2 separate regions of the Gossypium hirsutum genome follow, and region 1 is linked to region 2. A link is a contact called in public Hi-C data. All regions are on one chromosome and are shown on one strand. Each heading gives the region's core, a stretch centred on a gene start, on an enhancer-like site or on the middle of the called end of the contact. The rest is flanking DNA. Distances are from core to core; before and after follow the strand shown.

Region 1 (5,828 bases), core at 232-2,731, 270 kb after region 2:
GGTTTTAATATTTTTTACAATTTTTTTATTAAAAAGTAATAAAAATTAAAAGTTTTCAATTTATTAAACTTTGAAAGGGCAATGCTTCAATCAGATGTTGGGAGGGTAAGAAACATCAATTCTCCAAGTTGAAAGCAGAACTAACTGCTACCATTTTATCCAATGGAACTTCAATAATGTAAAATTTATTCTCTAATGTTGTAAATTAGGCTTTCAGCCTCTAAAAGACCTTACCTGAAGAATATCTGCAATGTTTATAACAAGAGCTCCATGAACAGGCTTGACATCCACCCACTCCCCTTCATGCTTAATCTGCAGCCCACCGGTGTGATCCTGCTGCAACAACGTTAACACTCCTGGATCTGTATGTGATGCGATGCCCACTGTCAGATCAGGCTGGGGGCAGCATGGATAGTAGTGCCCAACCATTACTCTTGCATCCAAACATGTAGTATTCTTGATGGTATCCTTATCCAATCCCAGCCCTTCCGACAACAACCCCATCAGCTGCTCTCCTAATGTTGTCGAATGTAAGTTCCATTGAACCACTTCGTCTCTACAAACCTCCGGAATGTGCTCAAGCTCCGGAAGAGTTGGTCCTAGTCTTATCTGGAGTGTATCCCTATCATTTCACCCAAAATTTTCAATTTTCAATGTGTGAATCCTATCCATAATTATTTTGGTAAAAATTGGGTTTGTTTTGCTCTTTAATTTTGCTTGAATCTCTTCTAAAAAAACCTATTTTTCAATCAAAGTCGAAACCTATTATCTACTATTGATACGAATATATCAATCAAAATTGGGAGGAAAAGATAACCCAATTCCATAAAACACAAATGGATAAGATACCTCCAGCTAGCGGCTTTAGAGTGGAACAAATCAACGTTGGAAATGAAGGATACACCGGTTCCGGCGTCACGGCGGTAGAATCTGGCCTTGACGTCGGTGGGCAGCTCATGGAAGGCTCTGATGGAAGCGATCATACGGTCAAGAACCTGGACGGGAATTCCATGGTTTACAATCTGAAAGAACCCAAAGGATCGAGATGCAGCAGCTACTTGCTCCACGACCGTCGAACGGGGCCCCGAGAGGTCGATGGTGGGTATGGCAACCGACTTGGGTTTGGGTTTGGGTTTGAGGTCGGATAAAGTTTCGGGTGGGTGAAGGAAGATGCGAGGGATAGTGGTGAGACCAGAATCGACTAGCCCTTTTACTCCAATTTTTGAGTCATCGAATCTTTTTACTTCTTCGGCTCTATCGTACTGGTTTCCGGAATCCACGGTTGTCGCCATTCTTTTTCTTCTGCTAACAACTGAAGTGAAGCTGTGGGAAGGAAGATTTGTAACTTAAAGAATTAAGTTTATAATATAGCAATTAGCAAGATACATCTCTACGCTATTGTACTTGATTGCCCCACGTACCTTGTCTTTTCTTTCAAACTTTCCATCCTGGGTCACACTAACTATATTAGGACTACACTACGGATAATTAATCTCCAGTTTTAATATTTAAAATTATAATTCAATTATTGGTTGTTCTTAAAAATTTAAAATAACATATCTAATTTTATTGATATAATAATAAATTTAGCTCTCAAATTTTAAATATTTTATTAATGTGGTCTCTATTTAATAAATTTAATCTATGTAAATGTTGAGATTAAATTTGTTAAAATTTTTATAATTAAAACTAAATTGACAAAGTATATAAACATTATGTACTAAATTTATTGTTATACCAATCAAAACTATGTATAATTAGTAAAAAAACATTAACATTGTTATTAATTATTCACTTTTAAAATTCATATAAATTAAATTATTCTAATTTTTTCAAAGAAATCAACTTACTCAATTTCAAATTTGAAAACTACAAAACAACATTATATGTAAATTTTGGGTTTTATCTTAGTTGATATATGTGACTTTGGTTTTATAATAATTTATGTAACACCCCGAATTCTAGGCCTAGAAGTTTTGGGTTTTGAGTGTAGGGACAGTGAGGAGGTTGCACATATTTGTTTAGCTGTGCAATTTAGTGTCAGAATGAGCCTGTTGGTCTAGTGGTTAAGTGAGTGATAATGAACTTTTAGGTTTTGGGTTTAAGTCCTTGTGTGCACATTTGGGAGGATATTATTTTATTTTGTTGATGTTTTAATTTAAAAGTGTATAATTATTTGTTTTAATTTAATATATTTTTAGTTATTGTTATTAATTTTATTATTATTACTTTTATTTCTATTTTTTTTACTTTCTTTATTTTCTGGACGTGTTTTCTATTCTACTTTTCTCTTTAGTTTTTATTCTTTTCGCTTTTGAAAAAAGTACTCAAAGAATGGTTTTTGCTTTTTGGTTTCTGGAATTCCGCTCCTCTATCATCGTCTCCGATTGTTTCGTCATCGAAACAGGTGTAGGATTAGAAACCTTGTCTTTACAGTATCGTTTTCGCAAAATTTATGTTTCGACATATTTTTGTTTTTGTGTTAACCCGAAGATCTTAGGTTCTAGACATTGGAAGTGAGGAGAAACTACCATTTTCTGATATATTCTTGATAGGGCAAAGATTAGGGATGATTTCGGTGGCTTAGATGGTGGTTTCGAGCTGTTTTTTTTTGTGGTTTTGTGACCTCTTCGACAACCAAACAGGCGTGTGCCAAGGCACACAGCTGTGTGGATTTGGGAATTAGGGTTTCCAGTCAATTTTGGGTGCCACATGGCTGTGTGGCCGATTTGGGGATTTTGTCAGAATTCAGACGATCGTGTCCCTTAGGCACATGGGCATATGAGTTTGGGAATTTGGGATTTGAGTTTTGGAGTCACACGGTCCTGTGGTTGATTTGGGGATTTAGGAATTCCACACCGGCATGTGAGACCCTCATACAATCGTGTCTCCCCTACACTTTATTTTAGTGATTTTAGACAAAAAGTTACACGGCATGTTCACACGGTTGTGTCTCTGCTTCACACGGGCATGTGCCTCAGTCACACAGTCGTGTACTACCCTTTACAAGGGCACTTGGACTCCTACATGACCTGGGTTGCTCCACACGGGCGTGTGGCCCTATCTCGCCAAGTTTTAATTTTAGGTCAATTTAAGTGCAATCATGACCCTAAGTGTGTTTCAACCCTTAGCTAAGCTTTAGTAAGGGTAATTGTGACTCTGTTCTGAATTCGGTTTATGCGTTACTTGTAATTGGGCGTGTCTGACACTGAATCTGAGTAACGAGTGTACGCTTTTCTGTAACTGATTGACTGGATGTGAGTGACTGCTTCTGAATGACTGTCTGTAATTGTGTTTTGATTGTATGCATCTTACTGCATACATACATATATACAAATGCATAAACTATTTTGGGTGGGATTTTAAAGAGAAGAGAGATTGAAAGTGACTGAACTGGCAATTTTACTGTAATCTATCGGTATAGCGGATTACCGCATTGCACTGTACCGCATGTACGTTAGCTCTGCACGTACCATTATCTGAGTTGGCAGCTCATACTGCATGTCTGTACCGCAGTTCGCCGCATTGCACTATACAGCCGATACACTAGCTTTGCTGTGTAATTTATGTAACTGACAGTTTATTTGCATACTGTTAGCCCGAATTCCCAGAGGGCTGAGGGCAGTCCTCAATACACTGAGGATCGTTGACAATGCTGATGATCATCGTTGCCAGGTAATCCGGGATGACATCATATAGAGTGCAGGGTTGGATGGGCTTTTCGAGGTCCTACTTAGAGTGTAGCGATGGGTGGGTTGATTAAATCCCCACAGGGAGTGTAGGGTTGGACGGAGATTGTGTTTGGACGGAGATGGTGTGTTGGCTGGATGGGTGGGTTAATTTATAACTCATTTGCACTTATATGCATCTGGTTGATATGTTGATTGAATTGAAACTTGTGAATGGTTGAGAATTCCTGATGTCGTGACTGAATGTGATACTGTGACTGAATACATTACTGATCAACTGAAAGGCACTTGTGCCTATGTGAATTTGGTAGATTCTCTCTACAACTGTTTGACTAAACTGTTATTGTGACTGTGTGACTGACTTGTGAATTATTGCTACTGTATCTGAATGGCACGCGAGATTGGGTGTGTCTGATTGTCCCATGTGACTGAAAAGTACCCATGGTATGTTGGTTTTGGGCGAATATGCTCAACTGTCATCTGTCGGTAAGTTGCTCTGCATATATCAACCGGTTTTCAATAGTTCTGTAAGTTTGTTCTGCTTCGCATCTGAATCTGAGCTGCTTCCAGGCTTTTTGTTTCCATTTTCCTAGTTAAGTGGTTTGATCTCACATTGAGCTAGAGTAGCTCACCCCTTCTTCTATTTTCCTTTTAGGTACAATTCTAGATTCTTTTGATGGACTCAGTACTCGGAGGTTTCGAACAGTTTCAATAGTATGGAGTATTAGTTTTTAATTTCTGTACGACTTTACTATTTGATAAATTTGTGAACTGTAAGGTTTTTATAATACTGTGGTACAACTTTCGTTAAATGTTTTATTCGTACATTTTAGACTGGAACTTTTCAAACAGAACTTTAAATGGTTAAACGTTTTTTATTTGCATCAGAATAAACGTTTTCAGAAATAAAAATTTGAATGACTTGAATTGTAAAATTTTCACACGATCACTTCGGTGATCAATGTAGCATTCTGAATTTTGTCTAGACTTTTAGGCCGGGTTTGGGATGTTACATTTTAATTTTCCGTTCGTGTTTTATGTCATTGAATGAAAGGTAAAGGTATTGAAGAGAAGTTATATGGTAATGGTAGTGAGGGTTTTTCTTCTTCTTCTTCTTCTTCTTCTTAAAGGTTAACCCACAATTTAGCCCTTAAAATTTTATCATTTTGGTATTTAAATAGTGTTCAAAAAGTCACCTAATAATTAAATTTGGGTGTAATTACTTGTAATTACATAACGGTAACATGTTAGGTTAATCATTATAATTGATGGATCCCACCGAATTTAATGTAATTAAAGCACCTCAATTATACTTTCCAATTCTAATGGGATAGTGAGAATTGAAGTAATTACACATATAATTACACCCAAACCCATTTAAAAAAAATTATTTTATATAAGTTTTGAAATTATATTATAAGCATGACATGTATGAGTGTTTGGGATTATTATGGCAAAAAATTTCTTATATTATAAATACTAAAAACTTATCATAAAAACAATATGTATTTCATAAAGTTGTAACAAAAAATTATATAATTTAAATCCTAAAAAATATAAAATTATAGCAAAAAAGTTTATAATAAAAATTAATTTACATGTTATAAAAATTTTATAATATATTTATTTATAAAAATTGATGGCCAAGTGTGTATATAACTTATTTATGTGTTCATGTTATATATTATAAAAATAATATATTTATTCATAAAAAATGTTATAGTTTTTTTATAATAACTTATTTATGAAAAAAACTTTTTAAAGTTATGGCAAAAATTATATTATTTATAAAAAGTATTATGAAAGTTTTGGACAATTTATAAGATTTTTTTTATAAAAGTTAAATATTATAAATATTATATTAATTTTTTACTTAATTTACGAATTATAAAAAGGGATATAACCTAATATAAGTTTTTATAATTAAAACTACAGACTAATTGGACTGTGAACTCAAATATTATAAGTTCAATACGAATTATGCAAATAGAAAAGCTTTTCTTACACCATATCGTGGGGGTATGAGACCATTTGAGAAAATAGTGCCAGACACAAGCACCACGAACAACTCACGAGCTCTTTAATTTGACACACTCAAGGCTTCGAAATATGGTTAAAAAGACATATGTTGTTCTAAAA
Region 2 (5,600 bases), core at 1,447-3,946:
AGAGAAAAACTAAAAATTTTAAGTTTTCAATTTGGGGAAAAGTGCTTTTGAACTGTCAAAATTTTCCTTCAAAAGTGTTTTTCATATCAAATGTGGTTATCAAAAGCGCTACTAAGGACAACCTAACTCTACATTGCCAAATTTATTTCTTCATTATTTTAACACTTTTTCACAATTTTAATGTACATTTTATAATTTCTCATTTTGAGTATCCTCTTTCTTCACCTTTTTCCCCATTCTTATATTAACCCAAATATACATGTCATGGATTTGCAGCATTATTTGAATATATTTTTTCTGTTTAATAGTTCCAAAATTTAATTTTTTTGTCTAAAAACAATAACTACCAACATTAACATTAACATTTTTAAAATATGCATTTTGAAACATTTTTATTTTTTATTTTAAAATTTGTTATCCAAAACAACTTAAAAGTGCAACATTTTCAATAAACATAATTAAAATAAAAATATGTAATTTAATCTTAAATTATTATTATAAAAATATTCAAAACTTTATATTCGATGATAAAAAATTTAAAATAAAAATATATTGCTCTGGATTGACTCTATGTATATTGGTTATATTTATTGTTGCTCTACATTAATCGATGTTGCTACATTATAACTTTTTTTACTAATAATTTTTAATTTAATATTATATAGCATATTTATTTATTTATTAACATGATTTTAGTATGTCTATATATATATATATATGATATTTATCTATACATGATTTTGGTATATTGTATATATTTGGCATAAAAATAGATATAATTATTAATTTCATTCCTATTTTACTAAATTTTCAAAATTTGATTCTCAATACTTTACAAAGAAATTGATAAGTTAGTCCAATTTATAACATCATTAAACATTACTTTAAATTGTTGATCTAGAAATTAATATATCAACAATTTATATGTAATGAATTAACGAAAATCCATATTTCAACAATTTATATGCAGTAAGCTAGTAAAAATTAATAGTTAAAGTTCATGTATTTACCAACAACTAGAGTAACTTCTCAGGTATCTTAAAATGCTATAATTAAATTCTAATAAATTAAAGTAAAAGGACTAATTTTTAATTCTTTTAAAATAAAGAGATAAATTTCATAATTAAAAAAATGAAACATGGATAACATGAAAATAAGTTATGAATAAACCATAATTTTAATTTATTTCACAAATTAATAATCTTACGCAACATAATATATATATATATATATAAAACAAGGTTTTGGTGCAATTCTAGACCACTGCATAGTTTAGCAGTTGTCACTAATAATAAGCTCACACATCATCAATTTTTAAAACAAGTTAATGTATACAGCTATTGAATTTCCATGTCAAGAAATTTATGTATAGATGTATAATTTCCAAAAATAAGTTATGAATAAACCATAATTTTAATTTATTTCACAAATTAATAATCTTACGCAACATAATATATATATATATATAAAACAAGGTTTTGGTGCAATTCTAGACCACTGCATAGTTTAGCAGTTGTCACTAATAATAAGCTCACACATCATCAATTTTTAAAACAAGTTAATGTATACAGCTATTGAATTTCCATGTCAAGAAATTTATGTATAGATGTATAATTTCCAAATGCATAGATAATTCATATTTAATTTTTAGTAATTCCGATTGCATTAAAAAGTCAACACCAAATAATTTCCAAATACTTCAATTTTTGAAGTGGGACTTCAAAATTATCTAATCATATATTTTCATCAAGTTTGTTGTTCTCAAATCACTAAAATGTCCCCCCCCCAAATCTATTATCCATTAAATAAGGGATAAAATGATCTTCTTCAAAAGCATATCTCTATCTATTCGAATGTATGTCTAATCAAAGTCCCCAATAATTTCATTGGGGAATCAACAAATTATGGTGATCATAAACCACTTAAAAGAACAAGCAAGCAAAAAACAGTGAAAAAGAAAAAGAAAAAAAAGTCATCCTTAACAACTACACGGCGGAAGCAAATGTCATGATTCAACAATGGAGTTCAATTAGGAATAGTAACATTAAGCTTAAAGTAGAGCATCATAATTTGTTATTTTTAAACTAGCTTTTAGCTTATTTCAATTCGTTTTTAATCAATTCGATAAAATTTTAAAGGTTCAATTGATTTTTATATATTTTGGTATCAGATGAATCAGTTGGACCACTGATTTCTGGTTCAATTGACAATCTAATTTGATTCTGACAATTATGGGCTAGTGATCATATGCATACATATATACTAGTTTATTTGATTTTTTTTTTTGAGAAAATATGTTGGAATTTTATTCAAACAGATCAAATACAAGGCACAATCAACAGAATTTTATTCAAACAGATCAAATACAAGGCACAATCAACAAAACATCCATAAAATTGGGCCAAAACAAATCTAAATACCAGCAACAGAAACGAAGAAAGGCTCTAGAAGCACCTCAGCCTCAGCCAATGAAATTAAAGTAATTCCTCTCCTGAAAAGCAACAAAAGGTGTTTATGGCCCGTCGGTAGAAGATTCATTTCCTTTTTCCAATAACCTTTAACCCTTTTAACTCTTGTAACAGTTTTCTTTCCAAAATCTTCCCCTACCCAAACTCCCTGCCTTGAAACCAAAAAGGAAATAAAAAGCCCTCCCTCGTTCAATCCTTGTCCACTTCCTCTCTAGAAAAAGCAGGAACTCCATCTTGTAGACAATATTATACCCCTTGCTTTAAGCCTTCAATAGCCAACAAGTGGGCAACATCATTCATCAATCTCTAAACATATTGAAACTTGCAAGTATGAAAATTTTTGCTTAAACCTTTTCCATCTCTTATGAAAGCCCCGATCTCAGATTTATCCTCATCATCTCTTTTTAATTTTTCGATAATAGAGAGAGCATCTCCTTCTACTTCAGCCTTCACAAACCCTAAATCTAGGCATAAAAGTATACTTTAGATACATGCAAGGGCTTATGCAGCAAAAGCAGAAGGTATATTTTCATTTATAACCACTTTAGAACCCAAAACTTTACCCTCTAAGTCTCTGATAACAATTCTTGAACAAGTTTAAATTTCATTTTTCTTGTAAGATCCATCCAAGTTTATTCTAATGAACGAGTTCTCTAGAGGCCTCCATTTCTCTATCTTTATTCTGCTAGAAAGTTTGGAACTGGAAATCCCATCAATTTCACATGCATATTTTTTGATAGAGTTTACTGCTGCTAACCTTGATCTCCTTTGCCCCTTATGTAGCCATTTGTTTCACTTAATCTATATAGCCCAACTCACACAAACAAATAATCGGCACTAAGTGATCGAATCACATAACTTATAGGCACTACGAATAGAAAACTCCCTAGTCTCCTCCCTTGTGCAGACTAGGAAGTCTTCATGCTAGAAATTTGATAGTAGGATGTTTAGGATTCGGCTAACATCCCTACCGCTAAAGGTTTTCCTTATCAAATCCTCTTTCCAACTTTTTGTATTATTGTTAATAAGTTCAGTCACCATAAGAGTATTAGGACATTTCTCACTGTTTTGAATTTTGTAATTCACAGTTCCTTTAATCCATTCAGCCTCCCTTGCTAAGATTTAAGATACAGTCCCTACTCGCCAGCATAAGCCATCCTGAAGAATTCCTTCGACTGCTTAGATGCTATTCTAGGTATATAAAGGTATATTTCCTAACCTTGAATTCAGAAAATTCGTATCTGGATAGTATTTAGCTTTCAAAGTGCACACAAGTAACGAATTAAAAAAATTAATCAATTGCCATCCTTGCTTCACTAATAAAGATAAATTGAATTTGGCAAGACTACGAAATCCCAATCCACCATTATCTTTTAACTCACAAAGCTTCTTCCATTCACACCAATGGATCCCCCTTCTACCTTGCCCTTTTTGACACCAAAAATTCGCACAAATATTCTCCATATCACAGTGAAGAAATTTTGGTAATAAAAAACATGACATTAAGTAGGTAGGAATGGCTTGTAGAACTGATTTTATGAAAACTTCCTTACCCCTTTGCGATAAATGTCTAACACTCCAACTGTCTATCCTACTCTCCATGCGATCTTTTAACAGTTGAAATGTCAATCTCTTCCTTTGCTCCACCATGTTAGGCAACTTAAGATATCTTTCAGGATTTGTGAAATTTCGAACATTCAAGACTTTTGATACCAAATACCTCATTTGAGCAGTTGTATTTGAACTATAAAAAGTAGTGGACTTTTTATAATTAACATATTGTCCAGAAGTCTCTTCATATTCCTTTAGAATCCTTTTAAAAGTTTGTGCCCCATTCATTGAAGCCTTTCTAAATAAGATGCAATCATTAGCAAATTGTAAATGGGAAATCTGTGGACCTCTGCGACATACTCTAAGCTCCTTACGCAACCCTTCTTCCTTAGCCAAATGCATTAATGATAATAGACCTTCACTGCACACTAGAAATAAATAAGGGCTCAATGGGTTTCCTTGCCTCAAACCTCTAGTGGGACAAAATTGTTCCCCCTATCTCCCATTAATCACAATTGAATAAGATATTGAACTTATACAATGAATAATGAATTCCACCCATGAATTAGCAAAGCCTATTTTCAGTAACATCTGGCGTAAAAAGTACTATTCTACCCGATCATATGCTTTGCTCATATCCAACTTCAACACCAAAAGCCCTTTTCTTCTTATTCTTTTTTGTTTATATGCATGAAAAACTTCATAAGCAAGAATAACATTATTGGTAACCAGCCTGCCCGGAATAAAAGCACTTCGAGCATCATCTATACAACATTCTAAAACTTGTTGGAGACGATTTGCAACAATACTAGAAATAACTTTCTCAGCATTGTACAAAGACTCATAGGCTTAAAATTAGATAGATTCATAGGTTGAACAATTTTTGAAATTAACATAATATTTATGTAACAACCTGATTTAGACCTTAATCAGAACGGTGGTTTTAGGACCACGAATCCGAGTTAGAAAAATATTTAAAAATTATTTTCTATGTTTATTTTATGTGAATTTATATTCGTGAAATTTTCGTAATTTAATTTTGTCGTTTGAGTGTCTGATTAAATAAACGGGCTTAATAGCGTAAAATCAAAACTTAATAGTTAAATGTATAAAGGCTAAATTGTTGTTTTCTTTTTAAATGGAAGTACTTATGTTGCAAATAGGCCATTGGTTCTATGAGTGGACGGTTGTAGACAGGTTATATAAGGTTTTATAATTAAATTTTAAAGGTTAAAATAGTAATTAGTATATTATAATGAAATTAAATAAAACAATCATAAAATAGCCATGCATTTTAGTTCACTATTGACCGAAACTTAAAGAAAATAAAGCTTTAGAAAGTTTCAAGCATTCGGCACTTTGGAAGCTTGATTCAAGGTAAGTTTTTGTTCAGTTTTGGATAATTTTTACGTTTTTGATATCGTTGCTTCGAATACTATCCGACCCATGCTTGAATTTCTGATTTTGATGAATATTTTGAGTTATTCCATTGATTAATATTTGATTTTTGAGATGTTAGCTGATGAAATATGAAATATATGTTTTGGATTAGCATGTTTTGTATTGGAATTTTTAATGATT

What was found. A called contact is a pair of places that touch in the nucleus more often than the background predicts.
Region 1: a Hi-C map of leaf shows a contact between it and region 2, with 2.6 times the contacts expected there. The contact joins the promoter of LOC107886276 here to the enhancer-like site in region 2. A contact is called at or near these places in 8 of 34 Hi-C or Micro-C datasets (callus, cotyledon, leaf and 1 more).

Annotation. Positions count from the first base shown.
Region 1 is chrA03:86,653,702-86,659,529 of Gossypium_hirsutum_v2.1, forward strand. It overlaps LOC107886276 (1-aminocyclopropane-1-carboxylate oxidase homolog 4), which reads right to left and starts at 1,482. Exons shown (of 3, transcript XM_016810179.2): 1 at 850-1,482; 2 at 235-622. The coding sequence starts at 1,292.
Region 2 is chrA03:86,386,340-86,391,939 of Gossypium_hirsutum_v2.1, forward strand. No RefSeq gene overlaps it. Among protein-coding and RNA genes, the nearest start is that of LOC107886323, 7.2 kb to the left of the region's middle. Within about 2 kb of position 2,697, at least 5 of the 9 cell types and tissues checked have an H3K27ac peak or open chromatin away from gene starts, as enhancers often do. A contact at or near this core is called in cotyledon, where this site is marked.